2 separate regions of the Sus scrofa genome follow, and region 1 is linked to region 2. A link is a contact called in public Hi-C data. All regions are on one chromosome and are shown on one strand. The core of a region is the stretch at or near the end of the contact, and the rest is flanking DNA. Distances in the headings are between cores, read along the strand shown.

The links. A called contact is a pair of places that touch in the nucleus more often than the background predicts.
Region 1: a Hi-C map of retroperitoneal adipose tissue shows a contact between it and region 2, with 2.1 times the contacts expected there. The contact joins two enhancer-like sites. A contact is called at or near these places in 1 of 5 promoter capture datasets (liver), 29 of 47 Hi-C or Micro-C datasets (adipose tissue, alveolar macrophages, blood and 15 more) and 2 of 2 datasets of contacts at active chromatin or transcription factors (alveolar macrophages and skeletal muscle).

The regions. Positions count from the first base shown.
Region 1 is chr5:78,209,845-78,215,572 of Sscrofa11.1, forward strand. It overlaps VDR (vitamin D (1,25- dihydroxyvitamin D3) receptor), which reads right to left. Exons shown (of 10, transcript NM_001097414.1): 8 at 384-535; 9 at 113-229. Among named protein-coding and RNA genes, the nearest start is that of HDAC7, 27 kb to the left of the region's middle. Within about 2 kb of position 4,072, at least 10 of the 83 cell types and tissues checked have an H3K27ac peak or open chromatin away from gene starts, as enhancers often do. A contact at or near this core is called in adipose tissue, alveolar macrophages, fetal liver and 2 more, where this site is marked.
Region 2 is chr5:78,076,157-78,082,085 of Sscrofa11.1, forward strand. ENDOU (poly(U)-specific endoribonuclease) reads right to left here. Exons shown (of 11, transcript XM_021092594.1): 3 at 5,167-5,238; 4 at 4,540-4,674; 5 at 3,723-3,894; 6 at 2,655-2,854. Among named protein-coding and RNA genes, the nearest start is that of ENDOU, 11 kb to the right of the region's middle. Within about 2 kb of position 4,670, at least 39 of the 83 cell types and tissues checked have an H3K27ac peak or open chromatin away from gene starts, as enhancers often do. A contact at or near this core is called in adipose tissue, alveolar macrophages, fetal liver and 2 more, where this site is marked.

The DNA of each region.
Region 1 (5,728 bases), core at 2,822-5,321, 130 kb after region 2:
CTGTCGTTCTCTCCTTTTGCTCACTCCTCCCTCCAAACTTCCCGCTGGTCTTCAGTGGGGCTTCACCTGCACGCTCCCCACATCCCAGGTCCCACGTCCTCACTGCGAGTACCTGGGGAGACGATGCAGATGGCCATGAGCAGCACGTGCTCCTCCTCGTGCAGGTTCAGCTTCTTCAGCCCCACCTGGAACTTGATGAGGGGCTCGATCAGCTCCAGGCTGTGTCCGGCTGCGAGAGAGGATGGCCAGCTGCTGTGGGCACCCACAGGACGCCCCCCGCACCCCACATCCAGCCTGACATTGCTCCCTCGGATGTGCCTGGTGGGGCCCTGGACCCCAGGAGGGGTGGAGCTGGGGCAGGCGGAGGCAGAGCCCAGACGCACCTTTGGCCACGTCGCTGACTTGGTACTTGTAGTCCCGGCTGCCACAGGTCCAGGACATGTCGTCCATGGTGAAGGACTGGTTGGAGCGCAGCATGATGACCTCGATGGCACTTGACTTCAGCAGCACGATCTGGTCCTCAGCGGTGAGGTCCCTGCCAGGGAGGGGAGAGGTGGAGGTCAGGTTCCTTTACTGGGCAGCACCTTCTCTCTCTCTCTCTCCTTTTGGTTCTTTTTAGGGCTGCACCTGTGGCATATGGAAGTTCCCGGGCTAGGGGTCGGATGGGAGCTGCCGCTGCCAGCCCTCACCACTGCCACAGCAATGCCAGATCCTTAACCCACTGAGCGAGGCCAGGAATCGATCCTGCATCCTTATGGATTCTAGTCAGGTTCTTAACCCACTGAACCACAATGGGACGCCGAGACCTTCAAGTCATGTAAATTAGTGCAGTGTTTTGACAGGTATACACCTGCCAGGTGCCCAGCATGGGCCCAGCTCCTCCACTGAGGAGCTTGCAGCCTGGTTGGAAAGAAGAAGACTTGTTTCTTGAGGGAGAACAACTTGCGAACAACTCAAGACTGTGACCAAATGCCAGCTGGATCAGCTCAGCTACTCAGTGACTTTTTGGGGTGTCCCAGGTCTAAGCAGCCACAGCTCTTCTGGGGTTATGAAGAGAGAGCTTGAGGAAGCTCTCAGGGCCACGGCATGACTAAGGTGGTCTGCAAAACATGGTAGAGGAGTTCCCGTCGTGGCGCGGTGGTTAACGAATCCGACTAGGAACCATGAGGTTGTGGGTTCGATCCCTGCCCTTACTCAGTGGGCTAAGGATCTGGCGTTGCCGTGAGCTGTGGTGTAGGTTGCAGATGCGGCTCGGATCCCGCGTTGCTGTGGCTCTGGTGTAGGCCAGCGGCTACAGCTCCGATTCGACCCCTAGTCTGGGAACCTCCATGTGCTGTGGGAGCGGCCCAAAGAAATAGCAAAAAGACAAAAAACCACAAACAAACAAACAAAATAAACATGTTAGAGCCATCCCAGTGGCTCCCATGCTTTCTCTCCCTCTCTCTCCTGTCCTCTGGTCCTTCCCCCGAGTGACGCCCAGCATCTCTGGACCCCGTTCCCACTCCTCTGACTGCTCTGATTCAGAGCTCCCTCATGTCTTTCAGTTGCCTCTTACTAGAATCCTGGGGTCAAGTTTCTAGTGCACCTTTCTTACCGCTGCTACAGGAAAGTGTCACTCCTGTGCTCAGAAATCTGCACAGACTATCAAACGCCCCGGGCTCAAGCCCGTACTCCATAACTTGGTTCCAACCTGTCTTTCCAGACCCCCTTCCCATCGCAGGCTCCACCAACCCTCCCTTCTAAACTGTGGGACACTCCACATTCAGGTGATGCATTCTCACGCCACTGCCATGCCCTTGAACATGGGACGGCTCCCGCGTGGAGCACCTGTCTTCTTCTGCTCCACCTGGTCTTTCTGGTCCTGAATCTAGAAGGTCTCTCTTGGGTCCTCCACTCTCTGATTCTCTTCATCGAATGAGAGCCATTCCTTTATGACCTGCTGCACGTGGCTCGTACATTGCTGGTATTTTGCCCTTTCCCCTTCACCTCTGTCCTTTAGGTGCTTGTCTCTGAGCTACTTGAGGGTCAGCACCACCTCTTAATTACCTTAGTGTTGCCCTCACATTGAACGTTGAACCCTGAGCACTAGGAGAGTGTCAATAACTAGGTGTCGATGAGTCAAGAGGCTGATGACTAGTTCCATTATTCTGAGTCACGAGCTGGGCTTGTCTGAACCATGACAGGGAGAAAGCAGGGCCCACGGATTAAATCGCTTCCGGATTTTCCTCCCTTTCTGACTATATGTTTCCTCCTGGATATCCTGCGATGGGCTGTCAACTTCTGTGGCTGCACTTTGGAATATAAAAAAAGTGGGAAACGGAGTTAACAGATGTGGGCCCTGTATCAGCAAGTGATGGATGAGGAGGCGTGAAAAGGCTTGCCTGATTAGGATGGCCACCAAAGCGCAGTGAAGGAAAATCTCACAGTGCCAGCATTGGGAGGCCCCCCTTCAACGCTGTGTGGTCCAGTTCCTCCCTCAGCACTCCCAGCAGATGGTGCTCACACAGCCTGTGCAGGATCCCCCCAGGGCCAGGGATACAGCCACGCCGTGCTGTGGGTGAAGCGCCTCTTGGGCTTCTATTGAGCTCTAACCCACACGATGACACAGTCATCTTGCTCATAGTTCCATCCTCTCAAGGAACATAGAACTCCGACTTCTCCATCACTTATGGGACATTCCTCTCACCATTTAAAGAAAGACACTATTTCCTCTTGGCATCTTTCCTGGGATAAATAGCCCTGATGACGTCTTGCCATCCTTGCCACCTTTTTCTGGGCGCTCAGTCCACATTTTGTTTTTGTTTTTTTGGCCATGCCCGTGGCATGTGAAATTCCCAGGCCAGGGATCGAACCCATACCATAGCAGTGACCCAAGCTACTGCAGTGACAATGCTGGGTCCTTAACCCACTGCACCACAAGAGAACTCTTCAATCCACACTTGAAAAAGAAAAACTAACATCACCCTTCTTTGGGTTTTAATTCATTATACAGTAAAACATTCGATTATTAAATCTTTGCAGAAAATGAAAACAAATAAAAATTGCTCAAAACCATGATGAACATTCTGGTTTATTTTCTTCCTGTTTTTTATGCAAATCTCTCTCTCTCTCTTTTCCTTTTAGAGCTGCACAGGCAGCATAGGGAAGTTCCCAGGCTAGGGGGCGAATCAGAGCTACAGCTGCCAGCCTACACCGCAGCCACAGCAACGCCAGATCCGAGCCACACCTGCAACCAATACCACAGCTTGCGGCAGCTCTGGATCCTTAACCCCTGAGTGAGGCCAGGGATCGAACCCGCATCCTCTTTTTACTAGTTGGGTTGTTAATCCGCTGAACCCTAACGGGAACTCCGCAAATATCTCTTTCTTAACATGTAGGAGGTCACAGTGACCCTGTGTCTCACTTCCTACGTTAGTTCATGGTGGGTTGCATCACGTTATATCAACACACTCTATAAGTTATTTATCAATCTCCCAGTCACTTACTTTGGGGTATTTGGGCTGCTTTGAAGTTTTGCTATTATAAGTAATTCTGTGAGGAATATCTTTATACGTAACCTTTTGTTCAAGGGCCCCCTCAAAACGGATGGCCAGAAATGAACGAATATCCCATGCGTGTTTGGCCAGAGAGATTTCACTGGCTGCTGTGATCCAGACATACTCCTGCTATGAAAGCCAACCTAGAACAACCTCAAATTACTACCCATGGGCTGGAAATACAGGGAATTTCTACGAGCCAGCTCGAAGCCAGAACTGAGACTGGTGGTGGGTTGGGGGCAGAGGTGGAGCCAAAGGGGAATCCAGTCAGAGAAGTTTCCTGCTGTAATGGACACTGGCTCGGGCTCTGGGCCTCCTCCCTGGACCTCCTCATAGGTTTTCACCCCTGCCGCTGCTTCTGGGCACCTGCCACACGCTCTGGGAATGCGGGCTTGTCTCCCCTCCCCCATCCCAGGCAAGGCTTCCCCCCTCCCTCCATGGCCTGCATTCTGTCTGTGCCTCTAACAGGCGTCTCTCACTGCCCTAATCTTGTCACCACAGCCGCTCACAGGCCTCTCTCTTCCATCAGACGCTGACCCTCCGGAGGCCAGAGGCTGTCCGAGGCAGCTTTCTTCCCTCCCAGTTTATATAAGCAAGCTGATTGCTGGATCGATGAGCAAATAAATAGAGGAAAGGGCAGAGGCGGAGGGAAGCGCTATGACCCCAGGCCTTTGACAGAGGCAGGAGTCTCTGGGGATGGAAATGGCAGTGGGGTTGGAGGCCTTTAGCCCTCTGTGGTATCTCCTGCACCAGTCTGGGCAGTGAACACTGTGGTTCCATGCTCTGAGATCCACGACTGCTCCTGCACCACCTCCTCCCTGCATTTCTCTTGCGGGACTGAGGTGGGGAGGCTTGGGGGGCTGCCAGACTGAGAGGCCGAGGGGGAAGAGGTCGGAGGCAGGAGCAGGGCCAAGGCCACACCACAGGGCCGTTGACACCCAGCACAGCCCATCCAGTCCCACCCCACTTTGGTCCCATGCCCGCCCTGGAGCCTCATCCCACCCCGTACTCCCACCCCGCTCCCACTCTCCCACACAGAAGTCTCATCCTGCCCTCCCCACACCCTCCACCCCCGCCTCTAGGCAGCAAGATCAAAGCCACCAGGGACGCAACCACTGTTCTTTCACTTCTTGGAAACACAGAACCTCTAAGTGCAGAAACCGGCAGAACCAGAGAGCTGTTGGGCTGGCCCCGCCTGGGTCCTCCAAGGAGCCTGGGCTCTGGCCCCAGTCCTGGTACAGCATCAGCTCCACGAGGTCACAGAGCGTCTGCGTCAGTGTCCTCACCCCCCACCCCCGCCACTCCACCCCATCCCCAGAGCTCTTGCTAAGGCCTGCTCCACTTTTACTAGGAATCATTCCACTGTGGGACTTCTCAAGTCAGGCTGAAGCGAGAAAAGCCAATCCAGCTTGTTTAGATCGATTTAATTGATTTTGCCTCAAGAGCTGGCTGGCTCCAGCAGGTGCTCTTAGAGACCTCGTTTTGGCCATGACGGCACGGCTAGACCAGGGAACTCTGGTGAGTGAGGCCTGAAGGGAAGGAAAGAGATTTCAGCTCATCCTTGGGGAGAAGAAGAGAGGGGCAGATAGTGCTGCGGGTGCAAGGGTATGAGAATGGGGGCGAAGAGAAAAACTGGGGTTCCGTTTACTTAGCGGAGGGCGCTGCGCTGGGGTACTTTGGATCCCAGCCACCACTCAGAATCCCCGAACCGCAGCATCTGAGCTGGGCCTCAGGTGCCCTCTGGTCCAGCGCCCCACTAGACAAGGTGGGATGAACCCTGGGTGTAGAGCACTGCTTCTCCTTGAATCAGGATGGGAGCCGCCGGCTGTTGTGTATCCACCAGCACCTTGAAGTGTTTTTTTCTCTAGATGTTGACACAAAACGAGGCTTTGGAACACGAGCCGTCTGCAAACAGTAACGTGAAGAGTGGGGGAGGGACTTGGAACCTGTGCTAAACAGAATGTGTCATCAGCTCCAAGGAAAGGCTCTGGAGGGTAAATCCCAGGCCCAGTGCGATGCTGACCTCACAGATGACACCCGTTCTGCCTGCCAAAGTGGCCTTTGCTCCCTTTGCTGCAACCAAAACGTGCCACGCAGAATGAGCGGAGTCTCAACAATGCTGAACGTTTTTCTCTCCTTTACAATTTTTGCATTCATTCCAGGAAAGAGCACTGGCACATTCCTGGTGTTTG
Region 2 (5,929 bases), core at 3,420-5,919:
TCTGGCATTGCTGCGAGTTGCAGCATAGGTTGCAGATGCAGCTCAGATCCCGCTTTGCTGTCTGTGGCTGTGGCGTAGGCTGACAGCTGCACTCCACTTCACCCCTAGCCAGGAAATTTCCATGGGCTATAGGTGCGGCCCTAAAAAGAAAAAAAGAAAAGAAAAAAAGGGCCTGAGAAGGGAGCACTAGTCAGAGACCTGGAGGACAAGGAGTAAGCCTTGTGAAGACCTAGGGGGAAGATTCTTCCAGGAGAAGGAATGGCAAGCGCAAAGGCTCCAGGACACCTTGAGCTAGGGGTTCAAAGGGCTGAAAGTTGATGTGGCTGGAGCACAGCGAGCAGGAGGAAGGGTGGTGGGAGAGGCGGTCCAAGAGGCAGGCAGCAGCCAGTCCTGCAGGCGTGGCAGAAGGTTGGATTTCAAACAGTAATAAAACTGGAAGTTCCCATTGTGGCTCAGCTGTAACAAGCTCGACTAGTAGCCGTGAGGATGCAGGTTCGATCCCTGGCCTCACTCAGTGGGTTAAGGATCCAGCATTGCTGTGAGCTGTGGTGTAGGTCACAGAAGCAGCTCAGATCCCCTGTTGCTGTGGCAAAGGCCAGCAGCTACAGCTCCAATTCAACCCCTAGCCTGGGAACTTCCATATGTCAGGCATGGCCCTAAAAAAAAAAGTAAGAAAACTATTTTACATTTACTGCATATGTTCTATGTGCAGCCCTGTTTTAAGTGCCTTCAGTCCTCACATTGATTTTTCACATCAGGTTGGTAGTAATTACCCCAATTTAGAGATGAGGAAACTGAGGCAGAGAGGTTATAGAACCCACACAAGATTGCACGCTTCATGAGAGGTAGACACAGCCCTTGAGCCCAAACGGTCTTGCTCCAGAGACCCATCTCTCAATTCCATCACTTCTTGGGGGTGGGAGAGCCACTGAAGGGTTTTAAGCAGGGGAATTCTGTGATAGGAGCTTTGTTTTTAAAGAATCTTTCTGGCTGTGTAAGGAAAAAGGCCAATGGGCCTATGAGCAGAAGAAGGGACACCAGTGTGGGGGTACCACTCTGTCCAGGGCAGAGGTGGTGGTGGCTTGGATGGAGGCAGCAGCCGTGGGGGAGGGGTGAGAAGTGAGCAGATTCCCAGATAGATTTTGAAGCTGGAAGTGACAGATGTTCCGGGTGGAGGAAAGGGGGATGGGAAGCGGTGAGGTAAACAGAAGAATTGCTCCTGGGCTTTTGGCCTGAGCACCTGGATGAATGATGGGGTCATTATGAGCTGGGAAAGACTGAGGAGGGGGCAGTTAGCCAGCCAGGTGGAGCTGATGGAAAGGCCATTGGGACCAAGAGAAGGGTCAGGGCCGGGGACCTGAATGAGGGAGCCATCAAATATCCGTGGTTCACTGCCCAGAATTGTGTGTGGAAGGCACAAAAGAGATACCAGGCACATTCCTTCCTCTCAAGGACTTACAGCACAGTTGGAAAGCAATACTAAAAATACACGGAATAACAGAGAACAGTTTCACATGCTGAGTGGCTACCACTTACTGGGTGCCAGGCTTTCCAATGAGTGCTTTACATGCATTAATCCCGCGAGACCCCATTTCACAGAGAAGGTCTGAGGGTCTAATGGCCCAGGGTCATATGCATCATTAGCGAGTGAAACTAAGTCTCTCTGGCCCAAGGCTATTTTGGGGACACACCCCAAGCCCTTGACCTCCGGAGATACACTGAAAGTCAGCTGTGTGCCAACTGCAGTAGAAGCAGCTTCATAAATTCAGTGGGATCTGAGCTAGAACTCGAAGGATAAGTGGGATTTGGACGGGGACAGAGGTGAAGATGGGGTGGCTGATGGACCAGGGCTCAGTCTCCACCTCCAAGATCCTCTTGTTGTTCACTATAAAGGACACCAGGGGGCGGTGTAGGATCACACCCTCTTCCCAGGGCTCGCTCGAGTGTCACCGGTTTTACCTAAAAACAGGGTTACCAATGCCTAACGGGGCCACAGGAGGATGCAATACAGCGGCGCTGAGCAGAGGCGACCCCACGGCCGGCAAGGGAAGACCTGGACGGAACCACCCCCAGGCAAGGCCCAGCGGCCTGGAGTTCAGGAAAGGAATCTGGCGGACACTCACAAACACGGCCCGTGCCAAGAACTCCTGCGGCCCAAACCTTTTTTGGTCTGATTCAAACGTATCTCTATCTGGAGTCGCTCCAACCAGAACCCTTCCGGGTAGAACGTCCCCCTCCGAACCTGTGTTGATTTTCTGTTGCTGCTTCCCCAGCAAAAACGTGGAGGGGGCCAGCCTCCTTGCTGGACTTAGTGCCGGAGGAGGGAGCAGAGGCAAGAGAGAAAGTGGTGCTGACTCTGGGATCCACTGAGGTGGCAGAAAAGTGCCCTGGAGGAGAGTGGGGCGACTTGTGGCCTTCCGGGAACCCTGAGACTGAGGCAGCGAGTGGGGGGTAAACGAGGTGGCTAAGATGAGGTCCAAAGATAGGGTGGGGGTGGCTTCCAAAGCAGACGGAGGAGTCTTCAGTTCCTGCCTCTGGGCTCCTCTCTGGCCCCTTCCCTGTCCCCGCCCAGAGATACACTGCCCCCACCCCCACCCCCAGCATGGCCAGCTTTGGGCGCAGGGCCTGGGGAAGGAGGCTCCTGCCCCACTCACTCTGCTGGTGGAGGAAGCCGTAGAGCGTCTTCATGACAGCCGTGCTCATGATCTCCCTGAGGAAGGTGTCCTGCTCAGCCAGCTGCTGGGCTGTGAAGTGCTCCCCGCGGCCCGTGGCCCGCTGGTAGTTGTTGAGGAGGTTGATGAAGGCTGCGTAGGTCGGCTTGGAGAAGAGCTTCTCATTGACGTAGGTGAAGAGCCTGGGAGAGGTGGGGGGAAGCGCAGTCAGAGGCCTGGATGCTGGACACGGAGCAGAACCCATCCAGGAACGTCCAGATACAGAGGGCAGGGCAGCGTGCGAGGGTTGGGTCAGAGGCTGGTGGGGGGACTTGAGATACTCTTGGGGACAACGCATGAGGTTGGTCTTTTCTTTTTTGTCTTTTGCTTTTTAGGGCCTCCCTCGCAGCACATGGAGGTTCCCAGGCTAGGGGTCAAATCAGAGCTACAGCTGCCGACCTACACCACAGCTACAGCAACGCAGCATCCGAGTTGTGTCTGTGACCTACACCACAGCTCATGGCGACGCCGGATCCTTAACCCACTGAGCAAAGCCAGAGGTCGATCCCGCAACCCCATGGTTCCTAGTCAGATTCGTTTCCGCTGTGCCACAGCAAGAACTCCTGTGAGGTTGCTCTTTTCTTCCACTCCATTTCTGGGAAGGCCAGTTCTATCTTCAGCCCAGCCAATCCCAGAAGCTCCCCAGTGGGTCCCCACAGGCCCTCAAGATGGCTTTGTCTGTCTCTGGAGACCTATTTTGTCCCTTTCCCTTTGATCTTGCCTGCCTTCAGGCACCAAAAGAAGCAAAGCCAGGGAGTTCCCACTGTGGCTTGTTGGATTAAGGACCTGACTGTAGCAGTTCTACTCACGGTGGAGATCCAGGTTCAATCCCCAGCCAGGTGCACTGGATTAAGGATCTGGCATTGCCGCAGCTGTGGCATAGGTCGCGGCTGCATCTTGGATTCGATCCCTAGATCCCTGGCCCAGGATCTTTCATATGCTGCAGGTGTGGCCAAAAAAAGAAGCAGCAAAGTGGGGGAGAGATTTTGCAGAGGCACAAATGGAACTCACGGCTCTGGGCAGCGGTCCACTTGGTCTCTGGTCTCCGAGGGCGGGATGCGGTTTTGGCTATTGAGAATGATGTCTTCCTTCTGGGCTTTGTTGGTGTCTGCCCTGTAGATCTTCTCAGAGATGCTCCGCAGCTCCTCCTTGGTGATGGCATCGCTGCTGTGCGAGAAACCCTCTGGGAGGAATTGGGGGAGGGGTATCTCAGAGCCCAAGGGAGGCTGGGGGCATCCTCTCCTGGGAACCTTCCAAAAGCCAGCAGTGGGGGAGAGGGGCTGCAATCAGGCACCCTAGTGATTGCAGGGCAGGGGCCTAGGGCCTAAAGGATCCTTAAAATAGCCCATGGCCTTGCCCACAGAATGTCCACAAAATATCCACACAGCCCCCTGCCTTCTGGAAGGTTCTCTCACTTGGGCGTGAACCCTGGAATGCTTGTGAGAGCAGACTGGTCCCCCGCCCCCGACAGACTTTCTGATTTAATGGGTCTGGGATGAGCCCTAGAGTTTCCGTCTCTTTTCCCAGGCTAGGGGTGGAATCCGAGCTGCAGCTGCCTGCCTACACCACAGTCAAGGCAACAGGGGATCCCAGCTGCGTCTGTGACCTACTCTGCAGCTTGCAGCAACACCAGACCCTCAACCCACGGAGCGAGGCTGGGGGTCGAACCCGCATCGTCGCGGACACTAAACGACTGAGCCACAACCAGAACTCCGAGTTTCCATTTCTAATAAAGTTCCAGATGCTGCTGATGCTGCTGGTCCCGGGACCACACGTAGAGAGGGTCCTTCTGTCTCTGGGGCTATGCGAAAGGGAGCAGGAGACTGACCATGGCCACACAGGCTCTCGAAATCCTCGCAGCAGTTTCCAAACTCCCGGCAGCGGGCATTACAGTGGCACGGGTGGTGCTTGTCGAAGGCTTCCCAGCAGCGGCCATGGCAGGAGTCGGGTGCGGAGTATAAGTCTGAGCGGACAGGGAGGAGGAGTGTCCCGGGCCGGCCTCTAGGGGTCGCTGCGTCCCGCCGGTTCCCCGCCCGCCCCCGCCGTCCCCTGCCTCCCCCGAGCCTCGCTCTCCTGCCGCTTCCTATTAAAGAACTTCAGGGAAGGAAAACAAACAAGCTTCATGGGTGCACGCCCTTCACGGTCAGGAAGTCCTTTCTGGTGCCCAACTCTACTTTCGGGCCTGTTGTTTTTATAATCGTCCCTCTCTAAAAATAAAACCTCAGGCTCTTTCCTGCCTACCCTCCAGGTTACTGAGGGCCCCAGGGGCTTCCTCCCACCCAGACCCTAAGACTCCAGCGAGCCCTCCTCCCCACTGCCAGGTGATGGATTTTTGGGGTCTGTCTGGTTTGGCCTGGGCCTGTTGCCGCCAGCACGGCTGCCCCCCTTCCCTTGTCACCCACTCGAGTCCTGAGTCCTTATCCCAAAGGCCCCCCTTTTCCGAAGGCAGACTCACTGCTGGCTGGGGCCCCCTCAGCCTCTTCCTCCAGCTCCAGGAATGGCTCTGGATCTTTGGGGTCCTCTTCAGCTGTAGGTCAGAGAAGTCAAGTCACCACCTGTCCCCAGGGGTCCCTCCTCTTTATCCCTGATTCTCAGTCCTCTCGGCCTTGGGGACAGGCACGTGCAGTGGAAGAACCTACAAAACTGGGGCTAGGGTACAATGAACAAGCACCAGGTGGAGGAGGAGAAAAACTGACAATGTGAGACAGAGGGGGATTGAAATCCATTCTCAGAAGGGAAGGAACATCCCCAGGCGACAGCCCTCCCTGCCATGTACCCTGCGGTACTCAGGGTGCTTGTCTGTAAAAAGCGGGTGGGGGCCTGTGGCAGGAGGTGGCCCTTTGGCTGGACATCTCTGAGGCGGGCATGACTTTTCTGTAATGTAAATTGCTAGGTAAGCAGGCTCCAACCTCAAGGCCAAGGCCCTCGCTTAGGAACAGCCCTCACCTCTAATAACTCCCGGTCAGAGTCAGGGGTGAACTCCTCCCGGGCCTCATGGAATAAGGACTGTTTCCTGAGATACCGACTTCCCTTCTTTCTTCACAGTCGCACTTGGCAATGGCCACAAAGGCTGTGTTTGGAGGGAAGGCGTGTTCAGAAAAGCACATTCCTGTTGCTGCCCCATTTCTTTTTCTTTTTCTTTTCTTTCTTTTTCTTTTTTTCTTTTTTTTTTGGCTACACCTGCAGCATCTGGAAGTTCCTGAGCCAGGGACAGAACC